Linked DNA regions of Mus musculus: all the other regions are linked to region 2. A link is a contact called in public HiChIP or PLAC-seq data. All regions are on one chromosome and are shown on one strand. The core of a region is the stretch at or near the end of the contact, and the rest is flanking DNA. Distances in the headings are between cores, read along the strand shown. Region 1 overlaps Acbd5 (acyl-Coenzyme A binding domain containing 5). Region 2 holds the start of Pdss1 (prenyl (solanesyl) diphosphate synthase, subunit 1). Region 3 has its middle 53 kb from the start of Apbb1ip.

Region 1 (3,115 bases), core at 362-2,861, 200 kb before region 2:
AGATTTTCCTATATTACCACTTATTTTTTTATATGCACTGATTTAAAACTTGGCCTTATCCTTCATGATTATTTACTATTTAAATCATATTACAAGCATTTCTCTCCACCACTGACTCTTACTCCAAAAACACTTATATAATTTCATAAATTCCTTAATATAAAAATGAAATAATTGATTCAACCATTCTGCACACCGGACCAGAAATTATAAAATTCTGCTAATACACAACCAGGTACAGTGAGTGGCACATGCTTGGGAGGTAGATGCAGGAAAAGGAGAGGTGCAAGGTAGTCCTGGGCTACATAAAGAGGTCAAGGCTAGCCTAGCATACATGAGATTCTGTCAGAAAAAAAACAAACAAACAAACAAACAAAAAAAAAACAGAAAACAATTATTTTAAGACTAGGTGTGGGGGCTGGAGAGATGGCTCAGCAGTGTCTGTCCTTCCAGGGGACCTGAGTTCAGTTTCTAGCAACCACATGGTAGCTCACAACCATCTCCAATAGGATCTGATGCCCTCTTCTGGCATGCAGGTGTACATGCAGATAGAGCACTCAAAATAAATAAATCTGGGTTTTTTGTTTGTTTGTTTGTTTGTTTGTTTGTTTGTTTTTTGAGACGGGGTTTCTCTGTCTAGCCCTGGCTATCCTGAAACTCACTCTGTAGACCAGGCTGGCCTCGAACTCAGAAATCCACCTGCCTCTGCCTCCCAAGTACTAAAGGCGTGCACTGTCCAGCAAATAAATAAATCTCAAAAAAAAAAAAAAAAAAAGACTGGGTGTGGTATTGTACTCCTTTAATCCCAGCATTTGGGAGTCAAAGACAGGCAGATCTCTATGAGTTCAAGGCCAGTCTAGTCTATGTAGAGATCAAGGATAGCCAGGGCTATATAGGGAGACCTCATCTCAAAAAAAAAAAAAAAAAGCCTACAATTATTTTAAAATTATGTGTATGATGTCTGTGTGCCATGGCACATATGAAAGTCCTAGGACAACTATCAAAAATCACTCTTTTGCTCCACTGTGGGATCCAGGGACTGAACCATCAGGTGTATGTAGCAAGAAATTTTACCATCTCTCAGGCTTCAAACCAAATTTTTGTTAATACAAATAATGTTGCAATAAATGTCTTTGTATATTAATCTACCTCTAAATTTTTGTTGACTCCTATGTTAGTTACTTTCCTGGTTGCTGAACAAATTACCTAGTCAAAGCAACTTAAGAAAGGAAAGCTTTAGCAAAGCAGTAATGGCATGCACCTTTAATCCCAGCACTTGGGAGGCAGAGGCAAGCAGATCTTTATGAGTTTGAGGCGGGCTTCATCTACAGAATAAGTTCCAGGACAGTCAAGAAAGCGCCTATCTCAAAAAAAAGAAAGGAAGGAAGGAAGGAAGGAAGGAAGGAAGGAAGGAAGGAAGGAAGGAAGGAAGGAAGGAAAAGGAAAGGAAGGAAAAGGAAAGGAAGGAAAGAAAGAAAAGAGAAAGGGAGGGAGGGAGGGACAGACTGAAGGAAGAAGGTAGGTTTTATCTGGGCCTCCAGTCAAGAGGAAGTCCATCACAGGGCTAACATAGCAGCAGGAGCATGGGGCTACACATCACAGTGGGTGTGAAGTTAGAAAGCAGAGTTCAATGAATACCAGTGCTTATTTCAGTTCCTCTTTTTTTATTCAAAGTCCTAGATCAATTAATCTACTAGACATTTCTCTTAAGCCTGCCCAGTGGCTTGACTCCTAGGTGACCCTAAATCCTATCAGGTTGGCAACCAATTATTAACCATCAAATGCCTTTAGTACAGATTTACAGATTGTAATATGATGCTATTGAATCAAAATATTTCAAATTTGTCAAGGTTTTTAGTATTGCCAACTTATTTTTCAGAAAGCTAATGAGAGGTTTATGTTGTTCCCCTCTTGTCCTTCATGTGTTTTCTCTCTCCTCTCCTTCCTTCTCTCTCTCTCTCTCTCTGTGCACATGTGTCCACGTGTGTAGTGTGTTGCTGAGATTTGAGTCCTCACATGTAAGAAACAAGCATACTGTATACTCTTTTTTTTTTTTTTTTTTTTTGGTTTTTCAAGACAGGGTTTCTCTGTATAGCCCTGACTGTCCTGGAACTCACTTTGTAGACCAGGCTGGCCTTGAACTCAGAAATCCACCTGCCTCTGCCTCCCAAGTGCTGGGGTTAAAGGCATGCTCCACCACACCCAGCTATTGTATACTCTTATAGAAATGGAGTGTTACTGATCTTTCCTCATAACAGAAGCTAAGGGTATTTCCTTCTTGCCTTTCCCACACACTCTTGGTTCAAAGGTATAAGCAGGAAATAAGTGTGAAAGCACACCCCAGTTAATTTAAGCTCTGGATACAGTTCTATATATAATGCAAGTAAAGGGCTAGGCCTATATAAAGTCAGTAAACTGAGTATAGAATGCAATCCCTGATATCGTCTCTACTTCTATGTATTTGTGTACAAAAGCTTCTCCCAAATACACAGACTCTACATATAGTTCTTCAGCACTGCAGCAGTACAAAAGAATACCAATACAGTAATGTAGTCTTCACCTGGAGTATGGTATGTTTTAAGATCTGTCTGTCTGTCTGTCTGTCTGCCCCTCTCCTCTCTCTCTCTCTCTCTCTCTCTCTCTCTCTCTCTCTCTCTCTCTCTCTCTCTCTGTGTGTGTGTATGTGTGTATGTGTGTGTGTGTGTGTGTGTGTGAGAGAGAGAGAGAATATGTTTATGTCTGTGCAGGAGAGAGAGAGAGAATATGTTTATGTCTGTGCAGGTGTCTACAGAGCCAGAAAAGGGTGCTCAATTTCCAGAACAGGAATTACACGCAGTTCTGAGCCCTGATATAGGTGTTGGGAACTGAACCTAGGTCCTTTGCAAGAGCAACAAATACTCTTCATCTCCAAGCCATCTCTCAGCCCCTTAAGTACAGTTTATTTTTAAACAAGCTTTGTGTTAGATGACTTTGCCCAAGAGCAGGCTGACAAGTGTTCTGAGTATAGTGAAGACAGTTAGGCTATATGAATATTAACTTATAATACAAGTTATAAAGGACGTATTGGGCCTTAACCCTATTGAAATTTGAGAAGTATCCATACTTTGTTCAAATG
Region 2 (2,998 bases), core at 400-2,899:
GCTACTCTGGGCTACAGTACGATACTATGTTGGAGAAACAAATTTGTTTTAATAATTGTCCTTAAGTCTTGTAGTCCTTGAGAGACCTGAAGTAATGAAAGCACTCATGTCTGAAGTAGACACCTGAATTCTAAATATGTTTATAGTAGAAAGTTAACACATGAATGAGAAAAACATGATGTTGGACGGTCAAGTAGTCTCCCTTTTTGCTCAAGGAAACGGATATGGATGCCAATGACAAAGATTCTTTCCAGAAAAACTCTTTTCACAGGTGAGGTTTCTTTTCTTTTTCCTTTCCTTTTTCTCCTTCCTTCCTTCCTTCCTTCCTTCCTTCCTTCCTTCCTTCCTTCCTTTCTATAGAGATAAAACCCCAAACCCTCTAAAGTCTAGCTTGCAGTATCAAAATGGATCCCTACAAAGCCTATCTTCCTCTAAGATTCTTCCTACATGCTCTCTTTCTCTTATTTGTTATTCTTTCTATTTAGAGCAGCTTGCATTTTCTCTCCAAATTCTTTTTTGGATAATCCGTTTTATGCATCTTGTTTAGTACAAGCCACATATTTATAAATGTTACACATCTCCTCCTAGTATAGAGTTTGATAAGTACACTGACATATGAAATGTACCAAATAGTACTAAAATTTAAGAGGTGGGTGATTATTTTTAAAATGAAAGATGAATTACTTATACAATTACTCGGTGGCCGGAAAGGTCTCCAAAACCCAAAGTGAAAAAAACACTAACTTCAAAAGTCAGTCTGCAGATACTGCCAGGTAAAGCACGGCACGGACTGACCCAACTCACACAGAAGCGAGAGTCATTTACAGGGCTAAAAACCAAAAGAAAATGAATTTGTAATCAAACGCAGTAGGAGACAGTTTTAAGAATCCGCAATTACTAATTAGATAATGATTTTACTTCAAAGAAGTCATAGGTCTCTCATGACACCCTTCGGCTCTTCTCCTTCTAGTGTCCTTCCAGCGCCTTTCAGGCGTGCGTTCTCTTGTAAGCACCTGCAGCACTGAAGTCCACCCTGGCTAGCATCACTTTGCGTCGCTACAACACCCTTTCCGAATTTTGAGGCTAACTGGATCCGAAACCCGAAATTGCTAGGAAAGTGAAAGCAGAGGTCCCTTTGGCTCTGGTTGTCCTCTCGACACACCCGGGTAGCCCCGGCTTAACAGGGCTGCGCTCCGCCGCTCCCTCTACCTCAACCCCAATGTCTTCTGGATGCCCGATCAGCAGCTCCGCACTTCTGGCCCCGCGACTAGTCCCACTTCCCGGGTGTCCCACCCAGTGGGGACTGCAGGCCCCGGCGCACGTGCGCATCCTCCCATTCATTGGATCGCCGGCTGTCATTGGCATGGTGACCTCTACGCCGCGGACAGCGCGCGCGTCCCGGCCTCACCTGCGCGCGGGTGTCCGAGGCGGCACGTGTTCCGAGAGGCTCCACACAGCCAGGTCGTTCCCGCCGCGGGCTCCCGACCGCGGTCGGCCTCCAGGAGCAGCCACGCCGCCAGCACGACCAGCGCATAGCCATGGTTCAAGTCTGAAAGTCGCGGCGGGCCGTAGCTCCGCCTCTGCCCCAAGCCCAAACCCGGAGCCGGAAGCTGGGCACCGGAAGCGCGAAGCCGCACCCTGTTCCCCACCCGGTCGCCTGTCCTCTTCAACCCTCCTCGGAGCCACTGGCTCTAGTCGGGAGCCGCGTCCGCTTTTATCCAGAAATGTGCGTCCGAACTGTTGTCCTACGCGGGACAAAGCGTGCAGAAATCTGGTTCCGGTACCTGCTAACCCTGAGGCCATTGTTTTCGCAATGCCAAGCTCCGAGTGGACGTGCCAACTTCCTCTAATTAGTCTACGCTGTGGGTTATTGTGTAACAGAAGCTAAGTTGACCTTATCTCTTAGCTTTTGGACTCTATCCTGAAAGCCTTAGAGATGTATACATGCATAGTTTAGCGGTTTTGTTCATGTCTGGATATGGGAGACCAACCCTTGGATGTAATGAACTACGCAAAATTAATTTTTTTTCGTTATCTTATCTCGCCGTGTAGACCAGATTGGCTTTGTATAGACCAGATTGGGTTCAAATTGACCATCCTGCCTCAGCCTATTGCTGCTGAGATTACCGACCTGCGTCCCCATTTCCAACTCTATTTGCTAATGCATACAGTGCAGCTCAGGATGCTCAAGAAAATGTTTTTATTGTCGTTGTTTCATTTGTTCATTTTGCCTGTCGCATGTCGGATTTATTCCGAAGTTGAAACAGCATTTTTATAACACTTTCATCAAATGATTATACATGCTCGTAATAATCTTACGCCATAATCTTAGGTGGAGGCAATGAGAGGCAAGCGCTGGGGAGACTGAAGAAGTTTACTGCCTTCCCATGTTGATGTTTTTTTTCCCATTCATTCATTAATTCATTTTACATCTCGACCCCCCTCTCCTCCCAGTCTCCCTCCTAGGAAGAAATAAACCAGCTGTAATTTTCTGAATCATAATTTTTTTTCTTGTTTGCAACACACTTAAAGAGGGTTAACCCTAAAGTTGAGCTCATTATTTTCTTATTAGGTTTCTATGTTAAAAATGGAGGTTATACATGTATGAAACTTGTCAAAATAAAACGTTTGCTGTTTAGGGTTTTGACTGAGTGGTTGGGTGTTTTCCTAGCATGCACAACATCCTGGGTTCCATCCCAACACCACAAATTACTTAATGAATGAGTGAATGAAATAATCAAATAGGTAGGCTTTGCCTAGATAAGTGTAGCAATAAATACTTTCATGTTCTTTTGACAATGTTATGACCTGTGGTATATTGTTATTGGTAATCTTCCTTTGCAGGTAGGGCAACAGGAATAACCCACAGGGAGAAGGATAGCAATCCACAATTCTGCTGGGCATTTTTTAATGTAAAAATTATCCAGATTAAAACAAAAGCCCTGGCTCTTAAAAAGAAGTTGTAGTGGGTTGTGGTATAAGCAAAAGAGCACGTTCC
Region 3 (2,915 bases), core at 278-2,777, 170 kb after region 2:
TAGAAGATGGTCTGAAGGTGTGCATTTGCACCGTCTGTTTGGTCTGTGGTTTCTTACTGTATCTCTTTACTTCCTGTCTCCTATAGCATGTATGCACATTTCCTAATTTGTACTGTTTGCTGTATGGTAGTAGAATTCTACTTGATCAAGTTTGCAGTATGCTTCTGTGCTAAAACACCATGACTAAAAACAACTGGGGAAGATAGAGTCTGTGTCATTGTCTAACTCCTGTATCAGGATGCATCACAGGCAAGTCAGGGCAGGAACTCAGGCAGCTACCAGGAGGCAGGACCTGAGGTAGGGACTGTGAAGGGATGCTGCTTACTGGTGTGTTCAGCTGCTTTTATACACAGCCACTTGTCCAGGGATGGGTGGGCTGGGCCATCCCATTATAATAAATAATCAAGAAAATGATCCACAGATATGCCCAACATAAATTCTTTAATTGAAATTTCTTTCCAGGTATGTTAGGTTTCTGTCAAACTGAAAAAAAATTAACCAACACAAATTGACCATTGTCAACTTGACACACAAATACATCACTATTAAACCATAATCTTTTCTTTCTTGTCTATCTCCAAGATCTCATGTTAGTATCACAAGTAAAACATACAATAACTTTACCCCCCCCCATTGTTTGAAAATTTACAACATTTTAGAAGTTCAAATTCTCTTTAAAAATACAGTCTCTTAACGATGGGCTCCTGTAAATTCCAAGATATGTCACATGATTTCCGGAGTGAAGTGTTAGAGCACAGTTCCAATCAAATCAACATACAACCAACATTATCTATCCTACCAGTCAAGCCTGGAGCTCCATTTCCAGCATCTGGGACACTCATGAACTTCTATGTTCTGAAGAGCTTTGGCAATTCCACTTCTTTGGCTCTGGCATATGAAGTACAAACAGCTTGTTTGGTGGGCTTGGTTTCACTCCACACCTGCTGCTGTGCACAGAGGTTGTCTCAAGTTGGTTCAGACATCTACAATGATGAGCCAGCATCTTCAAAAATGGACTGGTCTGGCCTCTTCAGGGACTTTGACATTGTCACATGGTGCCAAGCCTCAGCTTCTCTCAATGATCCTCCAGTCTTGGGTTTCTATTGCAGCTGAGACTACATCTCCAACAATGGTCTCTCTTTAGAGACTTCCAATGCATTATACAGCAAAGGTTGTTATTTCACACTTGACCACTGGGGGGAAGTATGGCATTTCAAACATAGCGCACAGAGCAAGCAGTCAGGCCATTTCAGTATGCCTGTGACTCAGACACACTTTCTTTTGATTTAAATGTGCTCAGATCCACCCTGTGTTTGTGAAAGGAAATGGAGGACTATAATTACGTAAGAAGAATAGATAAAACGGAAAAAGAAAAGCACTTCCATTTCTAAGAATCACGATAGAGAATTAAAGACGAAAAGTAAGAAAAATGGCACGAATACCAAATGTTTTTCTGTGTGTCCTTAGTAATAGAGGTGAAAGATGTGCACAAGCTAGAACTTTGCTAATGCCGAGGAGAGCTCACAGGAAGTGTGGGTTAGAGCCTCAGAGCCTCACACAAACGTGGTGGGGCTGCTCTCCATATTTCCTTCCACATGGGAGGACCAGAAGATAAGAAAAAGACTGACAGAATATAATTTTCCTCAGGTAGGATGATCCCCAAGACAGAGAAGTGAACACTAGAGAGAAAGAATTTGAGTATAAACACTGCCTGAAATAAATGGTGGCTGAGGAGATAAACTGCTCTAGGAAGACACTGGAATGGTCAGACCCTGCAGGGGTAATGAGCTGAAACTATAGGGGTGTCAGTGAACACCAGTTACCAGAGCGTAGTAGCATTGGTAACAGTTTCCAAATATTGACTAAATGCTAAAATGAGCTACAACAGTGGCAATATAAAAGGGCATCAGGTGGTTTCATCTCAAGGAGTCAGTGTTTAGAGAACTATAGTTTTGTGATATGATTATAAGGTAGAAAGGATTGAGAAAGAAACATACATCTTTAAGCATTCAACTCAATGTTGGTTTGCTATGTTTCTGTCAAATATCTATTGGTTATAGACTAAATACTTCATGAGCTTTCCACCCACAGTTACATTGTACACTAAGGGAAGGGACCTCACAGGGAAGAGCTGCCTGGCCAAATGCAGCTCATCCCTTTTCTTTCAGTTCTGAGGAAATGTATTCCAAATGAAGCCTCAATGCAAAACATATTGCTGTCATGAGGGCATAATTAAATTGTACTTAAAATGCTTGAAACTCTAGGTAGAAACATTTCCTTAAAATTCATATTTTAGATGTTCAACATCCTTAATCATCGGGGAAATGCAAGTCAAAACAACCCTGAGATTCTACCTCACACCAGTCAGAATGGCTAAGATAAAAAATCCAGGTGATAGCAGACGATGGGGAGGATGTGGAGAAAGAGGAACACTCTGCCATTGCTGGTGGGATTGCAAGCTGGTACAACCACTCTGGAAATCACTTTGGCGGTTCCTCAGAAAACTGGACAAAGTACTACCAGAAGATCCAGCAATACCACTCCTGGGCATATACCCAGAAAATGTTCCAACTTGTAAAAAGGACACATGTTCCACTATGTTCATAGCAGCCTTATTTATAATAGCCAGAAGCTGAAAAAAACCTAGATGTCCCTCAACAGAGGAATGGATACAGAAAATGTGGTACATTTACACAATGGAGTACTGCTCAGCTATTAAAAATAATGAATTTATGAAATTCTTAGGCAAATGGATGGATCTGGAGGATATCATCCTGAGTGAGGTAACCCAATCACAAAAGAACACACATGACATGCACTCAGTGATAAGCAGATATTAGCCCAGAAACTTAGAATACCCAAGATACAATTTGCAAAACACATAAAACTCAAGAAGAAAGAAGGCCAAAGTGTGG

The links. HiChIP or PLAC-seq counts read pairs in DNA pulled down with a chosen protein or histone mark.
Region 1: a contact with region 2 is called in an H3K4me3 HiChIP or PLAC-seq map of pro-B cells, with 2.7 times the contacts expected there. The contact joins the enhancer-like site here to the promoter of Pdss1 in region 2. A contact is called at or near these places in 20 of 39 promoter capture datasets (the 3T3-L1 cell line, 3T3-L1-derived adipocytes, the C10 cell line and 15 more), 2 of 15 datasets of contacts at CTCF or cohesin (the NIH/3T3 cell line and large pre-B cells), 7 of 484 Hi-C or Micro-C datasets (the N1E-115 cell line, bone marrow-derived macrophages, cerebral cortex and 4 more), 10 of 115 datasets of contacts at active chromatin or transcription factors (acute myeloid leukemia, bone marrow-derived macrophages, embryonic stem cells and 7 more) and 3 of 9 other capture datasets (adipose tissue, liver and pancreatic islet).
Region 3: an H3K4me3 HiChIP or PLAC-seq map of bone marrow-derived macrophages shows a contact between it and region 2, with 3 times the contacts expected there. The contact joins the enhancer-like site here to the promoter of Pdss1 in region 2. A contact is called at or near these places in 3 of 39 promoter capture datasets (hematopoietic stem and progenitor cells, neutrophils and pre-B cells), 1 of 484 Hi-C or Micro-C datasets (Th1 cells), 7 of 115 datasets of contacts at active chromatin or transcription factors (the SCID.adh cell line, acute myeloid leukemia, bone marrow-derived macrophages and 3 more) and 3 of 9 other capture datasets (adipose tissue, liver and macrophages).

The regions. Positions count from the first base shown.
Region 1 is chr2:23,095,732-23,098,846 of GRCm38.p6, reverse strand. All of the region lies in intron 10 of Acbd5 (acyl-Coenzyme A binding domain containing 5), which reads right to left. Among named protein-coding and RNA genes, the nearest start is that of Acbd5, 28 kb to the right of the region's middle. Within about 2 kb of position 1,611, at least 8 of the 459 cell types and tissues checked have an H3K27ac peak or open chromatin away from gene starts, as enhancers often do. A contact at or near this core is called in pro-B cells, where this site is marked.
Region 2 is chr2:22,894,173-22,897,170 of GRCm38.p6, reverse strand. Pdss1 (prenyl (solanesyl) diphosphate synthase, subunit 1) reads right to left here and starts at 1,649. Exons shown (of 11, transcript NM_019501.3): 1 at 1,409-1,649. The coding sequence starts at 1,540.
Region 3 is chr2:22,720,328-22,723,242 of GRCm38.p6, reverse strand. No RefSeq gene overlaps it. Among named protein-coding and RNA genes, the nearest start is that of Apbb1ip, 53 kb to the left of the region's middle. Within about 2 kb of position 1,527, at least 80 of the 459 cell types and tissues checked have an H3K27ac peak or open chromatin away from gene starts, as enhancers often do. A contact at or near this core is called in the SCID.adh cell line, Th1 cells, bone marrow-derived macrophages and 3 more, where this site is marked.